Regions from separate parts of the Zea mays genome. Here all the other regions are linked to region 1. Evidence: chromatin contacts called from public Hi-C data. All regions are on one chromosome and are shown on one strand. Each heading gives the region's core, a stretch centred on a gene start, on an enhancer-like site or on the middle of the called end of the contact. The rest is flanking DNA. Distances are from core to core; before and after follow the strand shown.

Region 1 (2,876 bases), core at 224-2,723:
ATTAGTGATAAAGTTAAGTTTTAAATGGTTTCATGAAACATATTTTTTTCACGGATACGGATAGTATCGAATGTTTCATGGTTTTTTCGAATACGAATATGGAATCGGATAGAGAAAAGTACTATAAATCGAATTCGAATACATCCATTTGACATCTATATTGAAATCGAATACGGATACGGATATCCATATTAGCAGTTTTAGCGAATACGAATACGGATAATTCGAATCTCCAGACATCCATTTCCAGCCCTAATCCTGAAGGTTTCAGATCCTGAAGGGACAGACGGAGAGTCTGCAAAGAAGCTTTCAAGATGGAGTCCGCATGATACTACGAGCTAGGGTGCACCACTTGCATTGCACAGTTGCACTGGTTAAACGTAAACATGAGCTGCACAAAGGACATGTAAGGTTCATTGCACGGGAGCGATCTGAAAGGACGAGATCTTCAAATCACAGGCTCCGGTTTGGCAGCGGTAATCCAAAACGGAAAGACGACCAAAAGAAACAGTTAGCAGTTGGAAAATAAATGGGTCAATAGTATAATCATCAGTTCTAACAATTTCTCCAATCTTTCTACCTCACTGCGATACAATATCGTTGTACAGCACATTAGCACAAGTATCACATCAAATCCAATTCTGATGCTGGATCATCCAATTCTAATGCTGGATCCCAATGCAGCATGTAATGTACAAGTAACATGTTGCAATCCAAGGAGGAGTTTTGGCATTCAAAATAGCAAGTACTGTATCTGCGATGGTAAGGTTTCGTGGGTTCATTCTTTTCTTTCCCCCGCATTCTTCTTTACAACAGCCACCGCTCATATCGGCCTCCATGACTACACGACCAGGACGAAGGGCACGCGTGGGCAGGTTCGCGGCGTCGGCCTTAGCTCATATCGGGACGGCGACGGCGGCGCGGCAGACGGGGCAGACAGGCGTCCTGGCGAGCCACCGGTCGACGCAGGCGGCGTGGAACGCGTGCGTGCAGGCCGGCATCGCGCGCCACCGCTCCCCGGCGCGCGCGGCATCGAGGCACACGACGCACGAGGGGGAGGCGGCGGCGGTCTCGTCGCCGGAGCCGCCACGCGTGGAGGGGAAGGCGAAGCTCGGCAGGCGGCGGATGTCGACGGGCGAGAGCCCCGCGCGTAGAGGCGGCGGCGGCGAAGGGGCAAGGTCGAGCGACGTGATGCGGTGGTGGCGGCGGAAGGCGCGCGCGGCGAGGACGAGGACGAGGAGGAGTAAGGCGGACGCGGCGGCAAAGACGAGGAAGACCGCGAGCGTGGCCGCCATCACGGCCGCCTGCACGGAGAGCGATAGGAGGCGCGCGCCGGCGCTCTGGCGTGGCCCGCCGCCGGCGCGCCCGTGCTTGGCTTCTCTTCCCTGCCCCGGGGCGAGCTCGGGCATGGCGGCGCCGGCTGGAGCAGGCGTGGCCATTTGGATGGATGAGGCGATCGTCGTCCTTGGCTGGAATGGAATATTCTGCGGGGATCGGTGGAGAGAAGACGGGAATTGGAATTTGGAACGGCAGGGGCTCCGCTCGGCCGACCCTCCCCAATCACGGTATTTTGGCCGCGTTCGGTACGTTGGCGGGTTTGCCGTGCCCGTGAGCTCGACGCCTGTAAAGGATTTGTTTATTATTATTTAAACGAGTCAAAGTATTCTCCCTATCATTTATTAACTGCCGATATAGAAAACGTGTTGGATAAATTTTCTTTAGGTTTAATGAAAATTATTTTTAAGTTTAGCTAAATTTACAGTAAAAATAAAAATATTTATTAAGTAATTCGATTATAAAAATATATTTAAAATATCTATCTAATTCTGTTAAGTATTCATTATAAATATTAGTATTTTGTTATATATATTTAGTCAAAATCGAATACCTTTGATTTTTGGGAAGCTTGAGATTCACCAAAAATTTAATCAGATTCATTTTTAACCAAACATTATTAGCTTCACCATGGATCTTTTGCTCTAGATTCACCAAATTGATGGAGGACTGCAAGTATACAGTTCAACGGCCCTTCCATATCGCCAGAAATAAACGATAATTGTGACTCTACCCTCGCTGCCTCACTGGCCATGCAATTATGATTTTACCCTTTGTTTTTTAAATTTATGATTTTACTCATATGTTTGAAAATAACGCTACTGTTTGTCTCTCTCTCAACACTGTTAGTGAAAATCAGAATTATTAATTAAAAATAAAAAGTGAAAACAATAGATGAAAAGGTCCGAAATATCCTCCTATTTTGTACTGGGAAAACACCAACATGCGTAAAATCACAATTTTATAATATAACTATGGGTAAAATCTCAATAAATTGTATGGAGATTTTTGTCCTTTTGTATTAGATATAACTTTGTTAACTACACGTAATAGCTTATGAATATGACACACATTTCCTCCTAGAAATAACGATTTGTTCGCTTTTATTTTACTCCTTTCTTCTTTTCCTTCGTCATTGTCGCCCTTTGCTCTGATGCACCAGCGCAGGGAAGCCGCCAAGCCCCACTGGAGCCCAAACCGCAAGCGTCGATTCGCTCCGACGAGACCTCAACCCCGCGCGCCTAGCTCCCCCCACCGGCATGGGTGCGCTTGCGCTTGCACCTGTGCCCTGTCCCAACTCCCATGTGAGCATGGCTAGTCGCGCCCTACTGATGGTCGTGCCCTACGTTGACGCCCCCGTTCGGCCGTGCCCTGCCATCAGCTGGCCAAGCCTTGTCCCCGAACAGCTAGCCACACGCCACCCCATATCGGTCAGTCGAGCTTCTGCGGACTCGGATTTAAGGACAAATCCAGATGCACCTCATATGTGCGTTAGTATCAAATTTCACAATATGATGACTTACTGTATAGAAACCAATGTC
Region 2 (2,876 bases), core at 211-2,710, 360 kb before region 1:
CATGTTTTCACGGATTGGGCCGGCGCGCGTGCGAGCCATGCTGCATGCGCGCCTACGTGTTTGCTGGAGCGGCGAGCTCCTAGTTGGCGATCACATGCCGTTTTGGGCTAGCCATGGTTAAATTAGCAGGCTAGCGTGTACTGCTGCTGCGTTTGTTTGCTGGGGCGACCAGTTCTACTAATAGTACGTAGTACCGTGTAATTTTGGGTCAGGAAGAGATGCTTAGCATCTGTTTCGATTGATCGATGTAGTATTATGCTATAATTGGAAAGGCCTCTCGATCTATTTGCAAGTTGCGTGCATGTGCTTAATCCACTCCCACTTTGGAGAGTATCGAGGCTCCGTACGGCAGTCGGCAGATTTAGCCCCTAGCTGGCACGCAGTTCAACCTATGATCCTAGCGTTCGTTTGAAATGCTGGCGCACGTATCGGTTTATGTATGCGAATGGTTCGAATGCTGGCGCACGTTAGTTTTTTTTTACACGCGGTTTGCAGGAGATCTGCCGATCGAACTTGTATGGGAAGGTTAGGGAGAAAGATTTAGCTGATGCAAATTGATGTTTCATGAGAATGATAAGGATACGTATGTATGCAGTATGCTTGTTTCCATCCTGCGTACCATGGGTGTCCATATTGAATTATTGATACGTCCATGCTTCAGACGTGGATCTTATGCGTCGAACCTTGTATCAACCAAATGATAGTTCTTAGTCATCAAGGAGACTTTCGAGGCATCTAGAATGAGGGTGGATATCCAAAGTGTTTTAAGAAATATAATACCTATATATAATATATTATCAAGCACATTATTATAAATAAGAACAAAATTTTGTATAAATCGTTTTATGTATTATTTACTCCTTACAATAAAAGAGTGAAAAATAACCAAATCTTTATCTTGATCCGAATTCTATATCTATCATTTGAGAAAATATATGATAAATTTGAAGTTTATGGTAAAAACAAGAATGTGAATATCCTATTTATTCACAATCTATAATAATAATGATGATGATAATATTCAAATAAGTATATGTTTTCATCCCTGCCGGGCACCCTCCATCCCAATCCTAACATTCTATTTGATACAAGGGTTAATTCGGTTCATTGTTTATAAAAATAGAGTTTAGCTACATGTGTTAATTGTTTATAGATGTGAATATACAATTATACATGTATACCTATGAACAGTGTAGCTGAAAAAAGTACGGCGTACCCTGGGAGGCTGGGAGGATACGTTTTAACGAGACAATTAGTTTCAGTTTTCTGGGCATAGGCATGCTGACGGGATTAAGAGAAGGCAGCTTTCGGGCCCATTCCAGGCCCAGGCAAAATTCTAGGGATCGGTCAGTCACTGACTTCACTCCCTGTCTTTTCTCCCGACATTCACCCCGAGTGCGCGCGCGCTCTCTTCCCTCGCTCGCCCGCTCGTTCGCGACGGCAACTAGGCGATCAACCTCGCCGCCCGCCGCCCTAATTTACGTGCCCAGGTCTTCGTCCGTCCCCTCTCTAGGACTTCGCCGATCCTTTCTCAGGCGACGGGAGCCAACCAGGTATGTGCACCCCGTCTCGCCCCTTCCTGGAGTGAGAAACCGGGCACCCGAACCCTAACTTAAGATATTTGGATACTCACATTCGAATCTGATCTAGTTAAAACTGTATGCGTCTATTATTGCTACTACATTCGATTTTCCTGCTATAATTATTAGAGTGTCTCCACCCTGTGGATCGTGGTTGAGGAAGACGATCACTGTGCGCTGCTACCTCATACAGCTACGTTATTGTGGTATGCTACTGTAATATATGCTTGTAAGGGACTAGTCAATTATTTCACCGAGTAGGTAAGGGCTTCTATGCTTTTAATGCTCGTGGGTAGTGTGAAATGGTCTAGTAAGAATCTCTGGTCTTACTGCAGAGGTCAGGTCAAATCTAGCTGTGATATGTGATTTGCATAATTTGGACCAAGAGCAGTTATTCGAGTGAAAAAAAAACAAAATCAGCTTGGAGTGGAAATGTATCCCAATGCACTGGTCTATGCCATAAATGCTAATAAGTTTGTTGATTTGGTAAATGCATATGGTGTGGTTGAGTGGTTCTGTGACAATGTACAGTGTTTACTTTTAATTTCCCTCAGGCGTCATTTCTATGCTTTAGTTTATGGATTTGATGGTTATATTGCTTTGATATTTGTCTGCTTTAATTTCCCTGGTTAGTCAAGATTCATTGATGATCCACCTATGTTAATGCTGATGTGCAGGAAGTATGCTTATTTTTTTACATCTTTTTTTTCTCTGTTGCTCATATTGCTGCACTTTGCTGCTGAATCTATCCCTCTTCCCATGTTTTATTAGTGACGTTTACTTGACTGTGATTTGTGAAGCTTGATTTAATCACACAAGATGCTTTCAGAGTCTTATTTCATGCAGTTGTTTCCCAATTTGTCAGGTTCACCTGTAGTTAATTTTGTAAATTATTGTTATATCTGTAGCTGCCCCAATGGAAGTTGAGCTGCCAAACATCCATAAAGTGAGTAGCAATTTCCTCTTCTATGTTGTACCCTTGTAGGGTGCACTGATTATTAATTTAAGCTTTTCAGCTCTGGTTATCCCCATTTTGTACTCTACATTCTAGATTATAAGTCGTTATAGCTTTTCTTGGTAGATAGCTTTTGCCATGTATTTAGACATAGCATATATCTAGATGCATAGCAAAATCTATGTACTTAGAAAAGCCAAAACGACTCATATTGTAGAATGGAGGGAGTGGTATTTTGACAAGTTAACATATGATACATGTTAATGTGTAGGCTACTTCGAGTGACCATTGGAGTTTAACCAGCAGCCAATACCCGTCTGGTAAATTTCCTAAGGTCTCAG
Region 3 (2,876 bases), core at 196-2,695, 340 kb after region 1:
ATTCCACGACGCGGGTTTGGCAGATGGCCGTTGGACACATGTGCTGCGCTAGCGCTCTGCTACTACTAGCGAGCTAGTACATTCACGCGGGGGGGCGGGATCGGGAAAGGGGCATGCGCATGCATACGGCGGGGACGGTACAGGCGTCGTTGTCGCTACGGCTCGTACTCGTACCGCGCCGCGCGCGGTGCCCACGCCACCACTGCACTGCCCCCGTCTCGGTTTCCCGGGCGTAGGCTCCGATCCGGCCGTGCTGCTCTGCAGCTGCAGGCTGCGGGGGCCGGTGTGAGCACGACAAGACATGGTCGGCTCACATGCGAGGCCGTGCGTGGCCGGCCGCATATGCATGCGTGGTCTGAGTGACTCTGGCATACTGTAATAGCGTGCAGCAATAATACATACAGGTCCGTACGCTACGCTACGTACGCGCGGTCCGCCCGAGCTAGCACTGTGTAGTGTACACGGCCCGCAGGCGACGATCGACGAACGATATACGTGCGTACGATCGACACGCGGGGGCGATGGCGGCTCCTCCCTCGCCCGATCCACGCCACCGGTCCTTTTCCCTTTCATTCAAGGCCAGACATCGCAAGTGCACGCCATATGCGCGCGCGCGCGCGGCTAGGGAGCCTACCAGTCAGTACCACCGTCGGCAGGCACGCGCGCGATCCAGCAGCCAACTGCCCGCCCGGCTGCGGCAAACAACCAATCGGCCAGCAACGCGCCCAACCAGTCGGACAGACGGCGCTGCTAGCTGATCCTGACCCCTGACACCGGTGGCCTCCACAGTTCCACTTCCACCGGTCTTGGTCACAAACGGCATGGCGAGCCATGCATGCTCCGGCAGTCGTCCGTCCCTCCACTCCATGGCGCTCTGCTTTCCCGACGACCGACCGCCCCGCCGACCACGTCGTCGTCGATCGAGCTGCAACCACCGCGTGCGTGCGTGCGTACGTTGCCGGACAAGGAAGGACGGACGGACGCGGCACCGCCCGCCGGCCCATAATATAGCTTGCCAGTTGCCATTCGCCAACTAACCGCGCCATCATGGCTGCGCTGCACACGTCGGTTTCTCTTTCTCTACGCGTGTAGTATACCGGCTACACCCAGCAGCAACGAGCGTTTGACTTGCGCTGCGACTGCGACCCGGCCGGCCCTCATTACCTCAACGGCTAACGACCATGATGATGAACAAGCATCCTCCTGCCACTGTCGTGTGCTTCTCTCTATCTAACCATCGTTAGGACGACGGCTGCTGCCGATCGATTAATGGCAGAGAAATTCCGCGGTGCAGGATGTCCGTCGCCGGCCGCCTTTAAAGAGATTTTTTTTGCTCTGCGACTGCGAGCCGGCCCCGCTGGCTGTCTTTGTTTTGGCCACCGCCACCTTCCTCTGCTCATAAGTAGAGGCGAGCGTGGCGTCAGGCCGGGAGCGCGCGGACGAGACGAGAGGCGAAGAGAGCAGCCCAAACACGACTACTGCATTACACACACACACAGGATAGGAGTACGTGTCTGCTTCTCTCTCCCCGCTGGCCTCCTCCTCCAGTACTTCAGACAGTGCACCGTGCTGCGGCCTCTTTCATCCCTCAAGGCCGGCCGCCCCCAGAACCAGAGTCGGAGCGAATCCATGGCTCCTCCGCCCCTCTCCTCCTGGCCATGGGCAAGCCTCGGCCAGTACAAGGCAACGACGACTGACCCTTCCTTCTTCCTCCTTCCCTTTCTGTGCATATGCATCCCTTCATGCGTGCGTGTCCACCATATACACACGTACGCGCATACGTGAATCTATATTTGCAGTCGATCGGTCCTGTTTCTTTAATACAATTACATGATACTTCTTTGACATGTCTGGACACATGCATGCAGTACGTGCTGCTGGGGCCTCTGGTGTGGAAGGTGCTGCAAGAATGGCGGGAGCAGGCGGGCCTGCCGCTCGGCTCCTGGTGGCTGCACCTGTTGCTGCTGTTCGCGGCGCGCGGCCTCACCTACCAATTCTGGTTCAGCTACGGCAACATGCTCTTCTTCACCCGCCGCCGCCGCGTCGTCGCCGACGGCGTCGACTTCCGCCAGATCGACGCCGAGTGGGACTGGTGAGTTAGTCGTAGCGTGTAGACTGCACCCGTTTAGTTACCTTCTTCGGTCTCTGGCTAGTTGCATCTGCATGGGCATCTTCCGTCTTTGCGGCACCGAACAGAAACAGCTTCGGAGTCTGGGAGTCATTCAAAATGCGTGTGGATGGAAACGAGTGCTGATGATGTACTACTACCTTGCAAGAGTAGCCTAGGCTTCTACGACTACGAGTAAGCTACAGGGCCGGTTCAATTTTTTATGGGGAGTTTTTGTAGGATCTGGCTGTAGAAAAGATCAGACTGCAAAGAGAATATGAGTGTCGTGCAGATATAGAAAAAAAATCGGACTTAGAGAGAAACCGAGTGCGGTGAGGATTACGTGTAGAGGAAGATAAAATTATATAGAGTTTTAAAAGTAGAAAGTGATAGTTTTATATTATTACAATGAATCTACACATTCTATATTTATATTGATTTTGTATGATTTTTTGATTAAAGTGGTTATTATAAAAATAGGCTAAAAAGTTGGACGCTAAGATGCCTTCACCAACTTCTAATAGCAAAGCTGGAAAAAACCTAAAACGAAAAAGGGCCATAGGCTGTACCAGTTGAGCTAGTTGCTTCCACGACTCTAGCATCTACTCCTGCCACTATATTCCTAGTATTCCATTTGATTTTTCGGAGCCGTCGATGCTAGGAGTTTGAATTGAAGGCCCCGAAACATACTTTTCCTTTTTTCTATATATATAAGTGTACATTCTTTGTCCGTTTTCATCTCACCACATTTATGTAAAAGAAAGGATTA

The links. A called contact is a pair of places that touch in the nucleus more often than the background predicts.
Region 2: a contact with region 1 is called in a Hi-C map of leaf, with 5 times the contacts expected there. The contact joins the promoter of dsy2 here to the promoter of LOC100285346 in region 1. A contact is called at or near these places in 2 of 25 Hi-C or Micro-C datasets (ear and leaf).
Region 3: a Hi-C map of tassel shows a contact between it and region 1, with 5 times the contacts expected there. The contact joins the promoter of LOC100280351 here to the promoter of LOC100285346 in region 1. A contact is called at or near these places in 4 of 25 Hi-C or Micro-C datasets (bundle sheath, ear, endosperm and 1 more).

The regions. Positions count from the first base shown.
Region 1 is chr5:92,094,020-92,096,895 of Zm-B73-REFERENCE-NAM-5.0, forward strand. It overlaps LOC100285346 (RING-H2 finger protein ATL2L), which reads right to left and starts at 1,474. Exons shown (of 1, transcript NM_001158238.2): 1 at 545-1,474. The coding sequence starts at 1,439. The coding sequence ends at 897.
Region 2 is chr5:91,733,728-91,736,603 of Zm-B73-REFERENCE-NAM-5.0, forward strand. It overlaps dsy2 (desynaptic2), which reads left to right and starts at 1,461. Exons shown (of 13, transcript NM_001319706.1): 1 at 1,461-1,553; 2 at 2,446-2,526; 3 at 2,807-2,876. The coding sequence starts at 2,497. It overlaps LOC103626702 (zinc finger protein CONSTANS-LIKE 3), which reads left to right. Exons shown (of 3, transcript XM_008647090.2): 3 at 1-292.
Region 3 is chr5:92,429,509-92,432,384 of Zm-B73-REFERENCE-NAM-5.0, forward strand. LOC100280351 reads left to right here and starts at 1,446. Exons shown (of 9, transcript NM_001153277.1): 1 at 1,446-1,683; 2 at 1,869-2,092.